Linked DNA regions of Sus scrofa: all the other regions are linked to region 1. A link is a contact called in public Hi-C and HiChIP or PLAC-seq data. All regions are on one chromosome and are shown on one strand. The core of a region is the stretch at or near the end of the contact, and the rest is flanking DNA. Distances in the headings are between cores, read along the strand shown. Region 1 holds the start of SLC2A4RG (SLC2A4 regulator). Region 2 holds the start of RGS19 (regulator of G-protein signaling 19). Region 3 holds the start of SAMD10 (sterile alpha motif domain-containing protein 10).

Evidence for each region. Hi-C and Micro-C count contacts between places; a contact is called where the count stands out from the background. HiChIP or PLAC-seq counts read pairs in DNA pulled down with a chosen protein or histone mark.
Region 2: a contact with region 1 is called in an H3K27ac HiChIP or PLAC-seq map of alveolar macrophages. The contact joins the promoter of RGS19 here to the promoter of SLC2A4RG in region 1. A contact is called at or near these places in 1 of 5 promoter capture datasets (fetal skeletal muscle), 1 of 47 Hi-C or Micro-C datasets (embryonic fibroblasts) and 1 of 2 datasets of contacts at active chromatin or transcription factors (alveolar macrophages).
Region 3: a Hi-C map of liver shows a contact between it and region 1, with 4 times the contacts expected there. The contact joins the promoter of SAMD10 here to the promoter of SLC2A4RG in region 1. A contact is called at or near these places in 1 of 5 promoter capture datasets (liver), 4 of 47 Hi-C or Micro-C datasets (embryonic fibroblasts, heart right ventricle, liver and 1 more) and 1 of 2 datasets of contacts at active chromatin or transcription factors (alveolar macrophages).

Annotation. Positions count from the first base shown.
Region 1 is chr17:62,654,692-62,657,291 of Sscrofa11.1, forward strand. SLC2A4RG (SLC2A4 regulator) reads left to right here and starts at 1,301. Exons shown (of 7, transcript XM_021077469.1): 1 at 1,301-1,531; 2 at 1,821-1,951. The coding sequence starts at 1,421. It overlaps LIME1 (Lck interacting transmembrane adaptor 1), which reads left to right. Exons shown (of 5, transcript NM_001244490.1): 4 at 1-88; 5 at 174-562. The coding sequence ends at 395.
Region 2 is chr17:62,894,852-62,897,451 of Sscrofa11.1, forward strand. RGS19 (regulator of G-protein signaling 19) reads right to left here and starts at 1,298. Exons shown (of 6, transcript XM_021077657.1): 1 at 1,155-1,298.
Region 3 is chr17:62,812,675-62,815,274 of Sscrofa11.1, forward strand. It overlaps SAMD10 (sterile alpha motif domain-containing protein 10), which reads right to left and starts at 1,319. Exons shown (of 5, transcript XM_021077668.1): 1 at 1,133-1,319. The coding sequence starts at 1,223.

The DNA of each region.
Region 1 (2,600 bases), core at 51-2,550:
GTATGCCTGCATCCAGAAGCTCAAGGGGACAGGCCAGGTCCCCCAGGGCCTGGGGCAGGGGCGTGCTGAGGTCATCCCAGCCAATCAGGTAAAGTGAAGGGGGTGGTGGTGGGGGGAGGATGTCTGGCAGAGTGGCTGGTCTGACCCTTCCCTGGTGGGCTTCCTCTCTCCAGGTGGACAGCCTGTACTCCAAGGTCAGCAAGCCTAAAAGGAGGGACCCCGGACCTGCCTCAGACCAGCCAGACCCCAAGGGTGGGGGCACAGTTTTAGCTCTGGGGGGTGACCTGGCCTATGACGCCCTCCCACCGAAGAGCGTGGGTGTGAACGGGAGCTTCCTGGAAAACGTGTATGAGAGCATCCAGGAGATGGGGGGCCCTGGAGCCTCCAAGCTCTAGCTCTTGGCAGGAGGGGCCATAGGCCGGGCATGGAGACCCCCTGCTTCCTGTCTAATCCTGCCGGGGGAGCCTCCCTCGCCGGCTCCATGAACTCCCTGCCTCCAGAGCGGGGTGCACCCCCGACTTCTCCTACACACACAGCGGCCGGCACGGGTTCCAGAGAGCAGGGCTGCCAGCCTGGTCCTGGCTGCCACAGCCTTTCCAGGGCAGCGTCTCAATAAACCCCCCCGGCTCCCGGAGCCGGAGCCGCAACACCGCCGAGCCTCGGCTGGCTCTTCTTGAAAGCCTGGGGGCTGGGGGCGTGTCTGGAAGGAGTGAACACCACCCGCTTGGGAACGGCTCCCTCCCGCGGAGCCGGCCCGGTGGCTGGGCCCCGTCAGCTCGGGCTGCCGGCTAGTCGGGCTCAGAAGACCGAGTGGGCAGGGAGGCAAGTCCTGAGGGGCGAGTCCCCACGCTGAGTGGGCCCTCGGGCGGTGAGCTGGCCCGCACGGTGGCCGCCCTAGGGGGGGACCTGGACCCTGAACGCCAGCGAGGGCTCCGCCACCCAGCCCTGGAGTTACATAAGGGGTGAGGGAGGTGGGCAGTCGTGCGTTAAAGAATAACCTGCTCCCGGGAAGCCCGCCAAGTAGGCACGGCCCCCTCCCGGATCCGGCAGCTCGCGCAGGAGCACCCGGAGAGGAAGGCGGCCCGCGCGGGCGACAGGGGAGCGCGGGCAGCGGGAGACGGGCCCCCTCCCGGGCCGGCGCGGGAGCAGCCTGCGCGGGAGCGGCGGGCCTGGGGCGGGGCGGGCCTGGGGCGGGGCCGCGGGGCGGGCCAATGGGCGCGCGGCGGGGCCGGCCGGGGGCGGGGCCTCAGGCCGCGCAGAGGGGGCGGGGCCGGCCGGCAGCCTCCGGGCGGCGCGGCGCGGGCGGTGGCCGATCCAGGGCGGGGGTCGGCGGCCCGGCCAGCCCGGCCCGGCCCGGCCCGGGGCCGCGTCCCAAGCGTCCGCCCTCGCCGCTGCAGGCTCGGTGCCCGGCCGGCCGGCCATGGAGGCCACGCGCCCCCCGGCGCCCGGTCCTGGCTACGGGCGCCCCTCGCTCCGCGCCGCCGGCCGGGACCCTACGGCCGCACCCGTGTCGGTGCCCGCGCCGCCGCAGGTACCGGGCCGGGACACCGACAAAGTTCCCGCTACGAAGATGGCGTCGGGCTGCACGAACTTTGGGCCCCGGGGCGGGGCGGGCGGGGGCGGCGCATCGCCGCGCGTGTCCGTGGGTCCGGCGCGGCTGGGCCGGCGCCCGGAGCGCTTCCCGCCGCGGCGGCCGGGGGCGGGGCCGGGGGCGGGGCCGCACCGGCCGCCGCCGGTTTGGGGGCGGGCACCAGCGGGTCGGGGTGGGGGCGGGGGCGGGGACCGGGCCGCTGCTCCCGCTGAGCCGGCCGCGTCCGCAGGGCCCCGCCTCGGAGTTCGCGCTGCCGCAGGAGCCGAAGCCGCGGGCCGCGGACCTCGGGGCCCCGGGGGCGGGAGCGGGGACGGCGGGGCCCCCGGCGCCGTCGGCGCACATCCCGGTGCCAGCGCATAGGTGAGCCGGGGCCGCGAGCCAGGCCGAGGTGGGCGTGTGCACACGTGCGCCTGTGTGTGCAGAGGTGGTGGGTGGGACCCGGGCTGGAGCCTTCCGGACCCTAGCCCTGCAGGCGGCCTGGTGGAGGGCAGGTCAGGGTCCTGAAGTGGGTTTCCGTCCCCACCTTCCTGCTCTCCCGCCCTGCAGGAGTTGAGCAGAAATGACACTGTGTTAGTAACCCTTGTTCCCCCCGCACCCTGGGGGCCAGAGCGCAGAACTGGGAGGGGGCGGCTGTCAGTCTGTGCAGAAGACCCATCCGCTCAGCCTGTGTGGAATCAACTGTCCAGCAATCCCCCAGCCTCTGATGGCCAGCTCCCCGGCCCTGCTTGCAGGGAAACCTTCCCAGGAGCCTGACACCCCACGGTGGCTGTGAAAGCAGGGGTGGGCTCTGGCACGGCCCGCTGGGGCCTGGGGGCCCACTTATGCCTGGAGCCCAGTCTCCCCTGGCTGCTGCTGACTGCCGGCTGCTCCCGCCCTCCCAGGCCTGGCGCTAGGCCCACAGCTGCTGTTGCACAACCCTGGTTAATGTGTGACTGGGGGGAGGGCTGGGGCTAGCCGGGCCTGGCCCCACGGGTGGGGCCTCCCTCAGACCCCTGTCCAGCACCAGGGT
Region 2 (2,600 bases), core at 48-2,547, 240 kb after region 1:
CCGGTTGCAACGCCCCCTCCCCCACGCGCGGGGACCGGCCCCAGTCTCTCCGCGGCCCAGGGTCCACGTGGACCCCGGGGCGGGAGTCCTTGGGGTGCTGATCCGGGCGCGGGTTTCCCAGGCTCCCGCCCCGCACGGCCCCGGGGGCCCCGGGCGGGAGGGGCAGGGCCGCGGTCTCGGCGCCGCGCGCGCGCACACTCACCCGCCGCGCTCCCGAGCCGCTCGCGCCGCAGCCGCCGGCCAGCGCGCTCCGAGGTCCGGCCGGATCGTCGGGGAGCGGGCGCAGGGTGCAGTGCGCAGGCGCCTCGGCCGCACTTCCCCAAAGCGCGGGGCCGGGACTTCCTCGCGCGGGGAGGTGCCCGGCCCGGCCCGGCCCGCCCCGCCCGGCGCGCCCCGCCCCGCCCCGCGCTCGGCCGGCTCCGCGCCCCCCCCACAGCCCGGCGCGCGGCGCCCCCCCCCCCGCCCTCCCCGTGGCTGGGGGTGGCCGGGGGAGACGAGGTGCTGATGAGGGGGCCTCCGGCGTAGCTGGGGGTGTGGCCGTGCCCCCAGCTCGGCTCAGCGGAGCGGGTCCAGCTTTGCCGGTGCTGTGGGGCGTCCACGAGACTCCGGGGTCCCCCCAGGCCTCCTGCCCCGCTCGAGGAAGGGAGGGGCCGCCGGAAAGCACTGTCCGGCGGTCACTCCGGCCCGGCCCTCGCCTCTGACACTGGGTGTCCTCACCTGTGAACTGTCACGGGGCTGGAGGGGCCCTTCCCAAGGAAGGGGGTTCCCTGTCGCGGTGCCAGTGGGGACTGGGGGCACCGGTTCTTCTGCTGGGGGGATCCGAGGGGCCTGGCGGAGTCTCTTTCAATCCCTCCAGTTGCCCCAGGAGGTTCTGAAGTTTAAAGCCACACCCTCCCCTTTGCCACGAATGTCTGTCCCTTCTCTTGGGCCAACTCCCCTCCTGTTTTATGACCCCGTACAGCTGGGAGTTAAATTCCTTATCCCAGCATGCTTCAGGCTGGTGTCTGGGTGGCCCTGACCCCACTCTGGAAGTGGTCTGCAGACGGTCCGAGGCCAGGGGGACTCCGACCGAGTGCAGCTCCTGTCCCACTGCAGGCCCTCAGCCTGGCGCCCGGGGGCCCTGAGCAAACGCTGCGTTCCAGTTGCACGTTTACCTGCTCACGTTTTTCAGAGCACTTGGGGGTCTAAAGGGAAGCCCGATGTGCTGCTGATCCATCCGTCAAGTCTCTGGGTGCCCCCTTCGTGTCAGGCGGTGGGACCTGGTGGTGAGCAGGACAGACCAGCCCTGGAGTAGACAAGAAGTGGACTCGCAGACTGGGTGAGAGGTAAGGAGGGCTAAGGAGAGCCATAGCACAGGAGAGAGCTGCAGGAGTCCTGCATCCTGCTCAACAGAGGACGGAGCTGGAGCCCGAAGTACAGCAGGGCAGGGGCCTGGGAGGCCCAAAGCCCAGCTGCAGGAGAGTGCGGGGCCGGGGTCCTGGAGGCTGGGTGCCTCTTGAGGCTGTGAGCCTGGCTGATGGGACCAGGGAACCGCCTGGCTGCCACACTGACTGGCTGGCCAGGGCAGAGGCCAGAAGCCTGCCCAGAGGGGAGGTGGCTGCTTTTCTTTTTTTTGGTCTTTTTAGGGCGGCGCCTTCGGCATATGCAAGTTCCCAGGCTAGGGGTCGAATCAGAGCTGCAGCTGCTGGCTGACACCACAGCCACAGCAACTCCAGATCTGAGCTTTGTCTTCGACGTGCACCAGAGCTGACAGCAACCCACTGAGTGAGGCCAGGGATCGAACCTGTGTCCTCATGGATACTAGTCGGGTTCATTACCGCTGAGCCACAACCGGAACTCCTGAGGTGGCTGCTTCTTCTTTTTTCTTTTCTTTTCTTTCTTTTTTCTTTTTTTGTCTTTTTGCCTTTTCTAGGGCCGCTCCTGCGGCATATGGAGGTTCCTAGGCTAGGGGACGAATCGGAGCTGTAGCTGACAGCCTATGCCAGAGCCACAGCAACGTGGGATCCGAGTGCATCTGTGACCTACACTACAGCTCATAGCAATGCCAGATCCTTAATCCACTGAGCAAGGCCAGGGATCAAACCCACAACTCATGGTTCCCAGCCAGATTCCTTTCTGCTATGTCACAAAGGGAACTCCTGTGGCTGCTTCTTATTCAGCCTGGATAACAGTCCTGGGCAGTAGGACTACGATGTCAGGCCAGCGCTAAGTCAAGGTCACATAGCTATGCTGATTCTGCGGCGAAGGTGCCCCATGTGGCATCGCCACCCGCCTCCTGAGACCCGTGGGGCAGCTGGACGTGGGTGGGGTCAGCACACTCCTCTAGCATCTTGGGCCCCTCCTTGCACCCCCCTGCCCGCCCCCCTCCTTCCCAGTCCTCCCTACACTGTCCTTCCTCTGGCTGCTCTCCCATGTCTGCTGGCCACTTGGGTCTCTCCATCCCCCAGCCTCGGCCCCTCTGGGTCCTCTGTGCTCCCTCTGGAGAGTCTGCCGTATTCCGAGAGAAGAACCAAGTGGGCCCGGCAGGGGCTCATTCAAGGCTCTGCAGCAGGTACTGCTGGAGATGGCCTTCGGACCCAGGTTTGGGCGTGAGCTCCCCG
Region 3 (2,600 bases), core at 69-2,568, 160 kb after region 1:
GCTGGTGCTGACATGAGTCAGCGGAGGGCAGACCCTTGGATGGGGCCCTCCCTTGGCATGGCTCCAGGTAAATGGGAGGTGCCCAGAAACACGGTGGATGAATGAATGGATGGATCAAGATTCTCTGTGACGTCCACACATCAAGAGGGCCCTGGGGAGAGACAGGAAGCAGGACCCAACCTTGCCCCCAAGTTATAGCGGCGCCAGCCCCTGACTCAGCAGGCAGAATCAGGTTCCCAGGCCAGGGCCTTGGACCCACCCCCCGCAGCCGTAGGGAGACCTTCCCTGCTGTGGACACAACCTCTCACCCCTAGGGAGGGGAGGGTTTGGTGATGTGCCCAGGAGGTCTCATTAATGCGGGGAAACCCACGTCTTACTATTTCCCCCCACCCCCCACCCCCACTACCCCCCTTCCTCCCCATTCTTGCAACTTTCTGGTATCAGTGGCCACAGGCGACTCTAAATTTGAGGCCTGGGGTCAGAGAGAGGGTGTGGCCGCTGGAGGTGCCTTGCAGTAACTACTGTGGGGGAAGAAGACTGGCACCTCCCAGGGAACAGGGGCCTGCAGGGGTCCCAGGGCTTTGGGTCGCTGGGCCTCGCAGCGCAGGCCGGCCAGGGGCGGTAGGACTAGTGGGAGGCCTCTGCCACCTGTCCCGGGCCAGTTTGGCCCCGCCCATTTCCTGTCCGCGCCGGGGGGAGGGCTCTTCGTCCGTCCATCGGTGCGTCCCGCCTTCTAGCCCCAATGTCAGATTTCCAGTAGGAAAATGGGGAGGGGGCGCCTGAGTCCCGCTGTGGTCTCGGCCACCCCTCGGCCCCACTGCTGGGGCTGGGGAAGGTTTTCTCCGCGCAAAGGAGAAGGTGATCAAAGGGGTGCTACTCGCCTGGGGACAGGAGCCCGAGCGGGTCACCTCTCCCAAACCAAGGCGCGCTGATTCCCAAGGCCTGACTGCCCGCCCCCACCCCACCCCCGCCCCGGCACAGGACAAAGACACCCGAGACCCTGTTCGACCAGGGCGCGCCCCCCACTCCGAGTGCGGCTGCCATTCGGAGTCCGCCAGGACCCGCCCCTGTCCCTCTCGGTCCTCGAGCCCCCAGACCCCGATACTCCCGCGCCCCGGTCCAGCCCGCTCACCGTCCACATCCCGGCGCTCCCCGAAGCCGGCGCGCACAGCCCCGGAGCGGCCTCGCGGGGGGCTCAGCTTGGTCCTCAGCTCCGTGAACATGGGGCCCGCGGGTCCCCCGCCTGTGCACACGCCCCTCGCCGGGCGCAGGGCGGCCCGTGTGGCCGGCGGGGAACGCGCGCCGCCGCCCCGCCCCAACCGGCCCCGCGCCCGAGCCGGTCCCCGCGCCCGGCGAGTCTGCGCGGCGAGGCACCTGCCGCTGAGCCCTGAGAGCCGGGCGCGCTCCGGGAACTCGGAGGTGTGTCGGCGGCGCGCGGATCTGCGTATGCGAACGGTGCCTGCCAGGGCACGGGCCGGCAGTGCGCACCTGGGCGTGCAAGGACAAGGGACTCTGTGCACCGGCAGGAGATCCAGAGGTCTGCAGGAGCATCTGAGTCAGGGACATAAGAGTGCGTGTGTGGAGGGGAGAGGGTAGTGTACCTGCTCCGGGGAGCTTCTGTCCACTGGGGGCCAGGTCAAGGGCCAGACCTAACCCATTCTCCTATGTCAGTTTACTTATTCCTTTATTCACGTCATCTCCAGACCTCTCCAGTGGTCTCCCTGTCCAACGGGCACTCGTTTCCCCAGAGAAGTCAGTTCGACCCTTTCTTATTCCCCACAACACCGCAAACTTCTGGAGGACAGCAGGGTCTCTCCCCTCCCCTCTGGAGACCCAGAATCTGACTCAGCGTCCAGGGCGTGGTGCTGAAAGGGATTCGGCTGGGGGCAAGGAGGAGGGAGAAACTCTGAGAAGGCTGCAGCAGGCAGGAGAGCTATGTTTGCTCCAGGACCCCAGTGAGAAAGGTTAGGGTGGGCTGGGGGCTGCCTGGTCCAGCAGAAGGCTAAACATGTGGCCAGCTTTTTGCTTGCTTTGCCTAGAGCCTGAGGGCTCTCCCCAGGTGAATGTGGGGGCCAGAGGATGTCCCACAGCCACCTCAGCAAACGTGCACATGGACACACAGACATGTATGCCAAGGACGGTCATGCATATTCACCTAAAATATGAGCACAGGTGGCTTGACTTGCACCTGTGCCCACGGACACACGGAATTCACCCACATGCTGTGACCACTCATGCCCGCATACTAACTTGTCCTGGTGCATTTATTTATGCTCATCAATTAGCTCCCTAGGATCTGGGCTCCCACCCTCACCAGAAGCACCTGAATGTTCAGGGTATGGTGGGGGTGGGGGCCTGTACAGGTACCGGCGCTGCCGGATCGGGTCCAGAAATCTGAGCGCGGAGAGCCAGGGAAGCAGTCTGCACCCGGGGACACGCGATCACAACACATACACTCCGCATAAGCTCTACACAACTGGCTGGGTGTGCAGCCCCCGGAGCTGTGTTAGGCCCTGCCCCGGGGCCAGGGCGACTGGGCGGGGGGCAGGGAGGGCGGATCCGGGAGGCGGGGGACCCATAGGTCCTGCCCATACAGGCAG